Linked DNA regions of Mus musculus: regions 1 and 2 are each linked to region 3. Evidence: chromatin contacts called from public Hi-C and Micro-C data. All regions are on one chromosome and are shown on one strand. Each heading gives the region's core, a stretch centred on a gene start, on an enhancer-like site or on the middle of the called end of the contact. The rest is flanking DNA. Distances are from core to core; before and after follow the strand shown.

Region 1 (4,126 bases), core at 640-3,139, 540 kb before region 3:
TGACTCTAGTTTGAAGGCTGCAAAAATGTCTGAAGATAACTTTCTTTGAAGAGTCTAGATGAATTTCAAAATACTTTAAAAAAACACACACCCATCCAGTGAGAGTTATCTCTTACAATTTCACTGACAAAACGCCCTAAATAGGGGCTCGATGAATCTCAGTGGTTAGGGGCACCGACTGCCCTTCCTGAAGATGCAGGTTCAAATCCCAGCTCCCACATGGCAGCTCACAACTGTCTCTAAATTCAACATCTGTCCGTCTCACAAAAACATACATGCAGGCAAAACACCAATGCTCAGAAAGGTAAATAAAAAAAAAAACGCCCTAAATCTGGTGTTTTCCCCACCTCTACACATCTGAATTTTAACACAGAGCCCTTCTTTTTCTTTCTTTCTTTTCTTTGTTGTTGTTGTTCTTCGTCCTAAAAACCTTGCACTGAAAGGACATTTCCCCTTAAGATCAGTTTGGTACTTGCAACACCTGGAGGAGGGACCAGCCTAGCTCAGCCAGCCAGAGCTACATTGTGAGCAGCTAACTTAAAAAACAAAACAAAACAAAAATGGTAAAGGATATTTCTAAAAATCCTAGTTATTCAACAATGTAATCCCCCCAAAATTTTTTTTAATGTTTTAGGACACTTTAAAAAAACCAACTCAGTATTTGCTTTATTTTCCTACTGGTGGAAAAATGATTTGAAAGACCCTATTAAATATAATTTCTGTTCAGAGAAACGTGCGGCAGGGATTCTCCAAATTTACAGACTGTATGACTCAGTGTTCATTTGCAACCCGTGTATTACAGCTTTGCTAGAATTCTACCTCTAGCCTGGCTTTCCACACTAATGGTTCCGGGAGGAACCGGTCACCAGCTCATGGTTCCCACCGGGAAGGCGGATCCGGCTCCGCCCAGAGCCCGGGCGGGTGACCTCACAGAGGTCAAGGGCGCTCACACACCTGCAGGCCGCTCCGCCACCCCCACGCCACCCCACGCCGGGGAGCAGCAGGGCCAAGGGCAGCCTGGGGTCTCCCCGACGTGGGGCTGTCACAACCAGCGTGCTTTCTTCACGGAGACTCCTGGCTCACACTCCGCCCCACACTAATAACCCGAGAGGCAATTTCTCTGGCTGCCCTTCAAACTCTGGGTTCACATAGGTGGGCTCCATGACAAGTGGGGTTTTGGGTTTCTTAGTTTCCCCGCCCCCCACCCCCAGGAACCCACAGCCCTGACAGTCCTTTCCACTACACTTCTTGGGAAGTGCGATCGCGGTCACTGTGGTCACCGCGGCGCAAGCCCACGGCGAAGGGAACCCGAGCGGCCCGGCGAGCTCCGTCTGCACACGCGGCCCGCCAGCAAGGGCACCTTCGCCTCCGCTTTCCAGGCGAGAACAATGCGGCAGCCCAACACCCGGGGCCTGCAGGGTCTCCAGGTCCATCGGGAAACTCTCAAACGTGGATCGGGAGAGGGTGGGCAAGACGACCCCACTGCCTCGGCTTTGTCCGGCCTGCCTCCAAGCCGGAGGGACCCGTTTTCGAGACTGGGGGGGGGGGGAGGGGGGGTTGAGAAAGGAGGACAGGACAAGAAGGTCCTCAGATCCACTTCTCATCACACAGGCAACGCGGAAAAAAAAAAAAATGCACGGCGCCGAACTGCGCACGCGCGCGGCAAGGCCACCCATTTCTCTCCCTCCTCCCAGCCCCTCCAAGGAACGCGAGGTCGCCCGAGTGCGCTTGCGCTCGCCGCGGAGGGAAACGTTGGAGGGGGAGGCAACCTTTCCATTGTGAGAGAGCACCGCCCCCGCGGACCCGCGCGCGCCCGCGCCACTCTCACAGTCTCCCGGGCGCGCGCCTGGGCCGCGGCCCGCCGCCGCCAGGCGCATGCGCGGGGTGGGATGACAGTGAAGGGTGGAGAAGGCCGCGGAGCTCGCCGCCGCTGCTGGCCGAGCTACCCTGAGAAGTTTCTGGAAAGAGGGCTACAAAGGGAACCTGAGGGGATGAATGGAAAGCGAGCCATTTTCTGAGAGAAGACAGCGAAAAGTCCCAACAAAAAGTACACGGCCTTAGCCGAGCCCACGACCGACGACACACTCCCATCCAAGGAGGAAGCGTGGGGACAAGGGAGCGGACTGGGAGACGCGGAATGGCGGGGACATTGAAAAGATGGAGGCGCAGCCGCCGGGGCTTGGGAGTGGCAGGGAGGCGCTAGGTCAGGGGTCCCCGAACCCCGTCCTCCTTAGCTCCGCTCCCGTGTGCGCTCTGACCTGCCCGTCTACACTCGGGGGGCCCCCGGGGTTCACGGGGATGTGACGCGCACACGCGCGCGAGCTCATGGACAGCGTGGGAAGGAACCCCGGCCGCGCGCGGGGACAGCGTCCCCACGCCACGGCCCGCCCGGCTGCCATTTTGTAGCGCGGCCGCCATTTTGCGCGGCCCGGGGGCGGGGGAGGGGCTCGGGGCGCGGCCCCGCGGCTCGCGATGGGCGTGGCCGGCGGCGGGCGCGGCCCCGGCCCCCTTTGTTCTCCGCCTGGGGGTCGCGAGGCCCCTCGGGCTCTGCAGCCGCCGCCGGCGCCGCAGCAGCAGCAGCGTGTGAACCGGGAGAGGCAGCCCCAGGGCGTGCGGGATCCGGGAGCCCATCGGAAGCGGGGTGTGTCCCCCCGTGCGAGGGATGACATCCTGCGTGGGGAAACTTAAATCGCCGCCGTGGGAAGCGGCTTACGGGCGAACCGGGCTCGGCATCCTCCACCTCTGCAAACAAAGTCAAGTTCGGTCCCGAAAGCAACAAAGGTGCCGAAACTCCGCGGAACCTAGCACCAGGAGGCGGGGCTCGTGCAGCCCACGAGGTGGAGGAGCGCTGAGAGCTCGGCTTCCATTGGCTGGCCCTCGGAGCACAAGGCTTTCAGGGCCCATTCTCCCTGACCCAGAAGCCTGAACAATAAATATGCTGTGATGGCTTTCTTCTGTCGATTTAACTTCCACTTATTTTCAAAAAGCTATGAGTTTATTAAAAATAAATAATAAAATACGTGCCTGACATCCATCGCCCTTTCACTTTCCGAAAAAGCAAATGTCTTCTTGAGGAATATTTAAAAATGCGAATCTTAGTTGTGTGTAATGCTGAAAATTCTGGCACTATTTCGCAAACCCAGAAAACTTGAAAAACGCTGCTAAATTTGACTTCCAGCTTTTGTGCAGTTTTCTTCCCCCTAATGGTTGACGTGGTTTTTCTTCACAAAAGCCTGGTATCATAAAGGAACCAGCCCGTCCTGACTCATCTATTTGTGTCTTGGCTACAGTAAACCTCTTTTTTTGTCTTCTCACTATGTGTAATTATGGCGACTGCTTATGTTTTCTGTAATAGTGGGGTAAAGCTTATGATGACAGACTGAAAAGGTCAAAACATGTTGAAGGAACCAATCGGGATTTTGATGACTGCCAGATGAGAGAAATTTAGCAGAAGCGTTTCGATTTCAAATTTCATGAATAGGTGGGCTTGGTAGTTATAAAACTGTATACTGTGTCTTTAAGATTACATAAATAGTCTGAAACCTTTAGTAGTGATTACTTAAAATATGTTGTGTTCACCATGTTTTCTTGTCTTGTAACCAAGTAAAACAATTCAAATCATTATTTGGTTAGTTGGTTTTCGAGACAGGGTTTCTCTATGTCGCAGCCCCAGGACATCAGTGAAATCTTATCCTGGGACGTTAGAATAATATGGCATATATGGTGTATTGACACTCCGAGAATGATTTCCCAGCACTTCATTGCACAGACAAGGAGAGTCTGATTGAATTTTAAATTCTATTTCCTTTAGAATTTTTCACTGTTTTTGAGAAAGACTCAAGAAGCTCAAGCGGGTCTTGAACTCAGCTTTGTAGTTGAGGATAAATTTGAACTAAAGATCCTCCGGTCTCTGTTTTTTATTGTGCCCAATGTTTTGTTGTTTTTGTTCTGTGGGTTTTTAAATTTATGTGTATATGTCCTTTCGGGTCAGAAAGGGTGTGGGTCTTGTGGAGCTGGAGTTATAGGCAGTTTGGAACCGCGGTCTTGAGCAAGGATAGAAAGAGTCCTAACCACGGAGCCATCTCCACATCTGCCATACCCCAGTTTTTAAGACAGTACTTCTGAG
Region 2 (4,416 bases), core at 1,233-3,732, 650 kb before region 3:
TGCCCACTGGTTAACTCCAAGTTTAAACCTTGTGCTCTCCCTTTCTCTCCCACTCCCAGGGACCTCCCACCTAGCCCATGGGTGTGTTTCAGCTTCATCTAGCTTGTGAACTGCCCAGGGAGTATCCTTACACTATAGTGCAGGGCCAGGGGGTAGGGAGATGGCTCAGTTGGTCCTTTCAGCGCGAGCATGAATCTAGATCCACAGCACCGCCAGGACCGGTTTTGGCATAAGTGGTTCTACAGTCCCAGTCCCAGTGCTGAGGTCGGGGTGGTCACAGGCAGACTCCCGGAACTTGATGGCTGGCTTAGTCAAGTCAGCCAGCTCCAGGTTCAGTGGGAGACCCTGTCTCAAAATGTATTGTGGAGCCTGGCGGTAGTGGCACACGCCTTTGCCGGTAAGGCTCTGTGAGTTCGAGGCCAGCCTAATCTATGAGTTCCAAGACAGCCAGGGCTACACAGAGAAACCCTGTCTTGGAATCCAGTCTTGGAGAGGAAAAAACAAAAACAAAAAGGTATGATGGAGAGGGGGTGGAGAGATGGAGCACAGGGTTCAGTTCCCAGCACCCACGTGGTGGCTTATAACCATCTATAACATCGGTTCCAGGGAATACATAGACACCAGGAACATACATGGTGCACATATATAGATGTAGGTAGAATAGTTCTATATGAAATAAAATGAATAAAGCTAAATTTGTTTGTTTGGTTTTCTTTTTTTTTGTTTTTTTTTTTTGTTTTTTTTTGTTTTTTGTTTTTTTTACAAGACAGGGTTTCTCTGTGTAGCCCTGGCTGTCCTGGAACTCACTCTGTAGACCAGGCTGGCCTCAAACTCAGAGATCCGCCTGCCTCTGCCTCCCAAGTGCTGGGATCAAAGGCATGCGCCAGCATGCCTAGTTGCTAAATTTTTTTTAATTAAAAAAACTAAAGTAGTGCTAGGCAGTGGTAGCGCATGCCTTTAATACTAGCACTCAGGAGGTAGAGGCAGGCCCATCTCTGAGTTCAAGGTCAGCCTGGTCTACAGAGCAAGATCTAGGACAGCCAGGGCTACACAGAGAACCCCTGTCTCAAAGAGAAAAAAAAAAGTAGAAATGACAGAGTTAGATTCTATGCTAGTCCATAAATCGTGCATGCACACTCATGTGTACACACACACAATTGGTCTAGTCTGGGACCTGATGTTCTATTGTGCAGGCTTGTGGGCCATACTGGAAATAACAAGGTCTAGATCCAAGAGGGAAGCTGGGGGAACTTTGAGGAGGAAAACGAGGTTCAGCTAGCATGGGTGCTGGTGGCCTTTAAGGAGCCCCACAGAATCCTCACCACCCCCTACAATAAATAAACTGATATCCTAAGGTAGTCTGCCTGGGTTTCTGTTTTAAGTGCTCTACCATGCTGCCCCCAGCTCTGAGCTCAGCACAGGGTAGAAGCAGGAATAAATGAAATAAAGTGGATTTATTCGTAAGGAAACACTCAGAGCAGCACTGTCTACCTCTGAAGCCTGGGGGGTTTGTTTCTATAGTTCTCATTTGCTGTGGAGACAGGCTGTCTTAGAGCACACTCCATAAACCAGACAGACAGACAGACAGACAGACAGACTGACTGACTGACTGACTGACCTTGAACTTCCCAAGATCCTCTTGCTTCTTCCTTCCCAGTTCTAGAGTTACAAATGGGAGTCATCTGGGGCTGGGAGAGATGGCTCAGTGGTTAAGAGCACGGACTGCTCTTCCAAAGGTCCTGAGTTCAATTCCCAGCAACCACATGGTGGCTCACAGCCATCCATAATGAGATCTGACGCCCTCTTCTGGTGTGTCCGAAGACAGTTACAGTGTACTTAATTATAATAATAAATAAATCTTTGGGCCAGAGCGAGCTGGGTTGACCAGAACAAGCAGAGGTCCTAAAAATTCAATTCCCAACAACCACATGAAGGCTCACAATCAGCTACAGTGCACTCATATACATAAAATAAAATGAATCAAATCTTTAAAGTGGAACTTGCTGAGTAGATTCTCAGTAAGGCTGAAATGTTGGAGGCATGTAGCATGTATGTCTCACTTCATAGACAAACAAACAAACAAAAAACACACTCCCCAACACACACACACACACACATGCTAAATTAATTTCAACAACAACAAAAAGTAACTCTACTTATGCAAATAATATCCCAGATCTCTTCCCTACCTGGTCTTAATTTTTCCCCAGCTCAGAGGACTCTATGCTCTGGTTTGCTGGTTAATACACAGCCTATGTGAAGCCCCCTGCAGCAGCCATAACCCCAGCCACCAGCCACCTGCCTGCTTGCTGCCCCTCAGCTGGTCTTTTCCTCATCGTGGAGATGCCGCTGCCCCATCTTACCAGAGCTCATCTCCACACTAGAATCCCTAAGGCTGGTTCTCCTGGGGTCCTTTGAGAAAGCCATGCGCTCCAGTGCTTGTCTGAAAATGTCTTTGGACACAGCTTCCAGAATGTTGAAGAGCCTTCCTACCCTGGAGCCCAACCCTTAGTAGTCATTAGGACCCTGGGGGACTTGTGGCCCTTGAGGAATCCTTTGATCTGAAAGGTTACTATAACAACAGGTTGTTGGCTGTAGGGTGAGGCTTCCTATCAAGCAGATGCTATCTTTTCCCAGTGCAGCTCCTTCCTGGAGCTCTTTGGAAGCTCTCAGCCAGGCCTCAATCCCCCCAGTTCCAGTCATTACATGGCTGATTTGGCTTTTATTTATTCACTTTTTTTGTTGTTGTTGCTGTTTTTCAAGACAGGGTTTCTCTGTATAGCCCTGGCTATCCTGGAATTCACTTTGTAGACCAGGCTGGCCTCGAACTCAGAAATCCGCTTGCCTCTGCCTGCTCCCAAGTGCTGGGATTAAAGGCCTGTGCCACCAATGCCCGGCTTATTCACTTTTATTTTATTTTATCTTTCTGAGGGGGGAGGATCTTGATAAGAAAACAGCTAGAGTTCTGGAACTTCTGATACTCTTGCCTCAACCTCCTAGTGATGAAATGACAGACATGGGCCACCATGTCTGGCTGTGTCACAGTATGTCAACACAAAAGCCACAGCTCTCTCTCTCCTTAATAGGAATAAAAGTTTATTCGGGAGCCACTGTGAGCGATCACGGCCTGGGAGCGTGGATTTGGGTTACCCTAAATTCCATGTTTCAGTGCGGAAGCAATTTCACAAAGTTTCGGGAGTTTTACAGAACAGAGAAAGTTATGAATCAAAGCAAGTTTAAAATATATCGGTGGTGGGGCTGGAGAGATGACTTGGCAGTTAAGGGCACTGGCTGCTCTTCCAGAGGGGTCCTGAGTTCGATTCCCAGCAACCACGTGGTGGCTCACAGCCATCTATAACGTGATCTGATGCCCTCTTCTGTTGTACACGCAGATAGAGAACTCCTATACACAAAATAATAAATAAATACATCTAAAAAATAAAATACATCGGTGGGTACATTACCAGAGAAATGGGGAAACTTTTCTATAGACTTAATATGCTATCTGTCAGTTTAGCTTCTGGATTGGTGGACACCAGTTGTCTGCTAAATCTATAAACTCTAAAAGGTTTTTGTCTGTTGTCATAATCTGTTCGTTCTGACACAGGTTGAAGGCTGCTCCAGAGGGCTGGAATTTGGCCCAACGATAGGGGAATTAACCTCTGGATGGGCAACACTCCAGCCTTTCCACTGTGTTGATATTCTTCTTTTTTTTTTTTTGTTTTTTGTTTTTCAAGACAGGGCTTCTCTGTGTATCCCTGGCTGTCCCAGAACTCACTCTGTAGACCAGGCTGGCCTCAAACTCAGAAATCCGCCTGCCTCTGCCTCCCCAGTGCTGGGATTAAAGCCCAGCTCTCTCTCTCTCTCTCTCTCTCTCTATATATATATATATATATATATATATATGATGAGTACACTGTATCTGTCAGACACACCAGAAGAAGTCATCAGATCCCATTACAGATGGTTGTGAGCCATCATGTGGTTGCTGGGAATTGAACTCAGGACCTCTCGAAGAACAGTCAATTCTCTTAACCACTGAGCTATCTCTCCAGCCCTGATTTTTTTTTTTTTTTTTAATGGTTGTGAGCCATCATGTGCTTTCTGGGAATTTGAATTCCAGACCTCTGCTCACTCCCGGGTCTACCCACCTTGCTCCAGATGGCCCAGTGTTGAGATTCTAATCCACCGATTTCTGCATATAGTGTCCTTTCAGGAGTTACCATTCATGGTTTCGATTACAGATGGTTATAAGCCGCCAGGTGTTTGCTGGGAATTGAATACAGGATCTCTGGAAGGGCAGCAAGCGCTCTTAACCGCTGAGCCATCTCTCCAGCCCTGTTATTACAAGATGTAGCAGTCAGTTTCAATGAGGTGATTTTATTTTATTTTATTTTATTTTATTATTCTTTTTTT
Region 3 (4,637 bases), core at 2,000-4,499:
AGGTGTGGTGGCTGCAACAGCTTAGCACAGACCCACCTGTGAGATTTCTGGCCCCTGTCTTGGACCATCTGGAAATGGTCGGGGCAGCCTGGCCTGTGGCAGGGAAGGAAAACCAAACAAGAGCTCCCAGGAGAGGAGGCCTGGCGCCAAGGGCTGGAGGAGGGGATGCGCGCGCGCGGGGGCGGGGGGGTGGGGGGGAGAATACACTGTCAGGCCATGCTAGGCTGCGCCACCTGTCCAGGCTGGGAGGAAGCAGGAGTAGATGGAACGTCCAGAAAGACCCAGAAACTATGGAATCATCCAAGCTGTCCCCCATGTGACCACCAGGCCCCACCCCCAGGATCGCATGAAGGACCCCAGAAGGGAGATGCGCACCTATCTGCTGCAGGTCTCTGGTCTTTCTGAGTTACATGAGCGGGTCCCATGGATGTGGTGTACGGACAGCTAGACGCTCCCCTCCACCTGCCACACTCCAGGATCCTCCTGTTGCCTCCAGGCAATGAGAGACTTCACACACACACACACACACACACACACACACACACACACACACACACACACACACACACACACGGAGGGTGTTTCCGAGGCTGCTAAGTGCAGGATGTATCCCTGAGTGCCAGGGCATTGACCATAAAAGTGAAAGGAAGCAGCCAGCCAGATGCAGATTCCTCACGCCCCGTGGAGAGACGGAAGCTCCTGGAACTTTCCCAGGGCCGCTGACTCCCTAGAATCCGCCCTGGGATCTCTTTTTGATCTGCAACTGCAACAAGAGACGGGAGAGGTTCCCTGCCAGCCTCACTCAGAACAGGGAAGGGCAAAAATGCAGAAGTATGCTGGTGTACATCAGGGGCCCCACCCCAAAAAACCCGAAAGGCCACACTGCTCCTGGAGGACATCAGCAGGAGTGGCCTCTTCTGTTCTCACTGTGGCCAGAGAAGGCCCGGAACCTGTGACGTCAGGAACCCAAGCAACCGCTGGAGGGTCCGGGGCTCTGACAATATCCTGGGAACTCATGGGCTCTCTGGTAGGAAAGAGAGCAGCCATTTGGGCCTCCTACAGAGTCCAGGGATCATGCCCTCGATCATCAGTCACATGTGAAGGTCACAAGTTGATCCTTGCCTCCTGTATGGTCTCCTACACAGTGCCCCTCAGTGTCTCTACTGTCCAGAGCCAGATTTCCTGCTCCTGGCTGTCTTTTTGAATAAAAGTTTAAGACTGTCTCATTGCTGTTGTTGTGACTTGTACAGTGCCAGGGATGGAACCCAGGGCCTTGCATCACAAGCAAGTACTCTACTCCTGAGACCACTGCCCCAACCCTCACACCAGAATTATCTGAATGGTAAGGTCAGACGACTCCCTGCCCTAAAACCTAGAATAGGATGTGTGTCTACAATGTCCACTGTCGGCAGCTCCTGGTTTACACAAAATGCTTGGTCTACCTCTGCTCACCTCTGTGGGATGGTCCCATTCCACCCCCGTCCCCGCAGCTCCCTCACCCTACTGCCTATCCAGTCCATCTCATCGTAAACCCCCAGACCTTTAACTTTCCCCTCAACCTGCTCACAAACCCATGCACACTACTCAAATGGTACCCCAGCCAGCACATCCGCACACCTATAGACCTCCATATTATTGTTCCTGTCATCTCGTCTGCTCTGACATCTTTCTCTCCTGTCCTCCAGGGATACCAACGTCCTGATGACTACACCAGTACCCACTTTCGTCTCTCTCTAAGCCCCCCTAATACAGTAATTACAGAGTGTGTGCCACCAAAGCCTTATTGCAGTCCAGGAGGTCGGCACTCCAGACTTGGAGGAGGAGACAGGCTCAGAGGGGGTGAGGTGACTTGGCTCACCATCATCACACAGCCCTTGTCATATCTACCGCTGACTTCCTTGATTTCCCAATTAGACAGGGCTGGCTTTGGGTGATGCCCAATGACCAACAGAATGGCCACCAGTCTCTTTTTCTCTGCTCACCCTTTTCTTTCTGTCTGGGTTGGGGGAACCTTTGATCTGGTTCTGAGGGAGATATTTGGAAAGGAGTAACTCCCCCCAAGGACCTTTGAATGACAGGTCTCAGTGGGAAAGCTCTTGACCCTTCTCTTAAGAAGCCAACCTTCAAGTTTGCTTTCAAAACAAAAGCTAGAGGAACTAGAGGAAGCCCTGAAGTGGACAGGTGGGGATCCCTACCCCCCCCCCCCAAGCCTGCTTAACTCGCCTAGGTCCTGCCCCTTCACTCCACTCCTGACTTCATCTCTAAGTTTCCATATTGGCCAAGGACCTGGCTCAGGGTCACATATATCATCAGAGGAGAAACCCACCACCTTGCAGGGTCCCCCACTGACAGGTCTCCTGCTCCTACCTTGTGCGTGAGAAAAAAATTCTCAAAGTGGCCAAATCAAACTTGGCGTTCCCTCCTCAAATGCACCCACAACATTCATATCAATTACAAGCAAACTTACTATGTCGTCGGTATTTTGTTCTCCCCTGCACCCTGTAACTTAATTTACAGTCATTGGTCTGCGAATACTTAGCCTCAGCCTAGGGCTCCTCGGGCTCCTATAGTCACTCCTATTTTACAGGCGAAGAAACTAAGGACCCTGGAGGACCGCTGGCTCTCCACCCCTCGATTGCTTCTTAATCCGGTAACAGTCAGAAGGAAGTAAGAATACACAATGTCCACCCCTACATTACTAGGACAGAGGCTCCCACGGCCGGCTCAGTGCCCTATCCAAGTTCTTTCCTCTCAAAAGTGCCCAGGTGCTCTGTCCAGGCACAAGCGGATGGAACCTGTCCCCGCCAACAGGGGGCCCTCGAGGCCAAAGCCAGAGCGACGCGGGGAGGCGGGAGAACTCCACATCAGCCGGGTGCGGCTACAGAGGGTGCGGGGGGGGGGGGGGGGCGGAGTGGAGTCCCCTGAGGAACATGTCCGACATGATGCTCCCGGACGCACGGATACCCAACCCGGGCCCTACCGTGCTCTTTTCGGCGCGAGGACGCAGACTCACCCCGAAGGCAAAGGGCCACGCTTGGTCTCTGTCCGCAGGCCCGGGGCTGGGGGTTTCGCGACACCCCCACCCCAGGCAATCGCGGGCCGCGGAGCCGGAGCCGGGGAGCACAGCGTGGAGAGGGCGCGCAGCCCGGGGACCTCTGTGGCGATCAGCCAGCGCGGCCCAAAGCAGCGAGAGCAGGAGGGAGGGACCGAGGGCGCCCGCAGGAGGCACCGCCCACCTGCCCACCCTGCGCCCTACGCCACCAGGCGGGGACCCGGACCCTGGGGCGGAGCAGGCTGGAGGGCCTGGCCCTGCAACGCAGTGCAGGGTCCCGGACCTCCTACTCTGAGGCTGGGGAATGGCTGTCTACTGGGGCACTTGAGGGATAATGGGAGCTGGGAGTCCCTGTTCGGCGACCTCACCTGGCTGTAAACTCACCTTCTTGTGCGCGCAGGCCGCCGCTCCTGCGGCTCCAGGCAGCCAAGCCCAATGATGGGCGGAGGAGGGAAGGAGGAAGGAAGGGAAGTTTTCCCAGCCTCTCAGCTCACGCTTTCGGTCAGCTTCCCACTCTCTGGTGTCCCGGACGCCCTCCGGATCGCCACTTCGAGCCCTAGTCTAGCTCGGGAGTGTTCCCGTAAGGGGCGCGTTCCCAGCTTGGCAGAAAACTTTCCAGCGAATCACAGGCTGGCTTCTCCCTCCGCCTGGAGCCGGGGAGGGTGATCTGAACTGAGTGGCGCCTCACCTGGCTGGAAGTTTGCCTGGGAACCCCACGACTCCAGGCACAGATCTATGTGCCCTGCCAGCTCTGAATCTCGACCTGGGTGGCTTCGTGGGTGCGCAGCCAGCTCTTTGAAGTTCAAGGCTTGAGAAGTCCCTGGGCAGCCGGGTGTCAGAGGATTCGGCTGGGGTTAAAAGGCGCCTCCTACTGGTGTGTGTGTGTGTGTGTGTGTGTGTGTGTGTGTGTGAGAGAGAGAGAGAGAGAGAGAGAGAGAGAGAGAGAGAGAGAGAGAGATTGAAAGTCCGCTTTCTGGATAAACCGCACAGCTTGGCTGCAGCCAAGTTCACTTGGAATTCCTGGGTACATACTTCCCGAGCTGTATACTTCCGGAGTCCAATCACACTCTATACACTGCTACTTCTTATTTGCACTGATAGAAAGGGATTAATTGGGAAATGGCTTGTGATTTGGGAAGTGAAAAGGGCATTTTTGGAAACAGGTTCGGAGCGCAAGAGTAACTGCTAACATTTCACGTCCTTACTCTGAACCCGGCCTGGGTGACCCCACCCCCGCCCCGCCCCGCCTCGCCTCCTGAACATTCTCCCTCAACCTCTCCACCCGGCACAGCCCGGGCCTATAGTTTGCATTTCACCCTGACAGACTCGAGGCAGGTCATTCAGAGAGTCCCAGAGGTGGAAGCAAGGAATACTGGTACTTTTCCATGCCGGGATTCAGCTCTAGACCTGCCCCTACACCGCATCTAATCTAGCTGGGCAGGTCTGTCTCTTCCAAGCGGGGAGAGACCAAGGACTTAACAGCCAAAGCTGAGCTGAGAGGAAAACTAAAAGAGTCGCATCGCACACTGTCCAACCTTCTGCCTTAATGTGTTTCTTTTTTCTTACCTCTTCCCACCCAGGAGCT

What was found. A called contact is a pair of places that touch in the nucleus more often than the background predicts.
Region 1: a contact with region 3 is called in a Micro-C map of embryonic stem cells, with 2.3 times the contacts expected there. The contact joins the promoter of B330016D10Rik here to the promoter of Tmem51os1 in region 3. A contact is called at or near these places in 4 of 484 Hi-C or Micro-C datasets (all in embryonic stem cells) and 5 of 115 datasets of contacts at active chromatin or transcription factors (embryonic stem cells and pancreatic cancer cells).
Region 2: a Hi-C map of embryonic stem cells shows a contact between it and region 3, with 2.3 times the contacts expected there. The contact joins the promoter of Srarp here to the promoter of Tmem51os1 in region 3. A contact is called at or near these places in 1 of 39 promoter capture datasets (stem cell-derived epiblast-like cells), 1 of 484 Hi-C or Micro-C datasets (embryonic stem cells) and 4 of 115 datasets of contacts at active chromatin or transcription factors (embryonic stem cells and pancreatic cancer cells).

What each region holds. Positions count from the first base shown.
Region 1 is chr4:141,544,273-141,548,398 of GRCm38.p6, forward strand. B330016D10Rik (RIKEN cDNA B330016D10 gene) reads left to right here and starts at 1,890. Exons shown (of 1, transcript NR_030695.1): 1 at 1,890-4,041.
Region 2 is chr4:141,433,623-141,438,038 of GRCm38.p6, forward strand. Srarp (steroid receptor associated and regulated protein) reads right to left here and starts at 2,483. Exons shown (of 2, transcript NM_001033374.3): 1 at 2,364-2,483. The coding sequence starts at 2,427.
Region 3 is chr4:142,081,049-142,085,685 of GRCm38.p6, forward strand. Tmem51os1 (Tmem51 opposite strand 1) reads left to right here and starts at 3,250. Exons shown (of 5, transcript NR_027137.1): 1 at 3,250-3,926; 2 at 4,633-4,637. It overlaps Tmem51 (transmembrane protein 51), which reads right to left and starts at 3,256. Exons shown (of 3, transcript NM_145402.3): 1 at 3,014-3,256.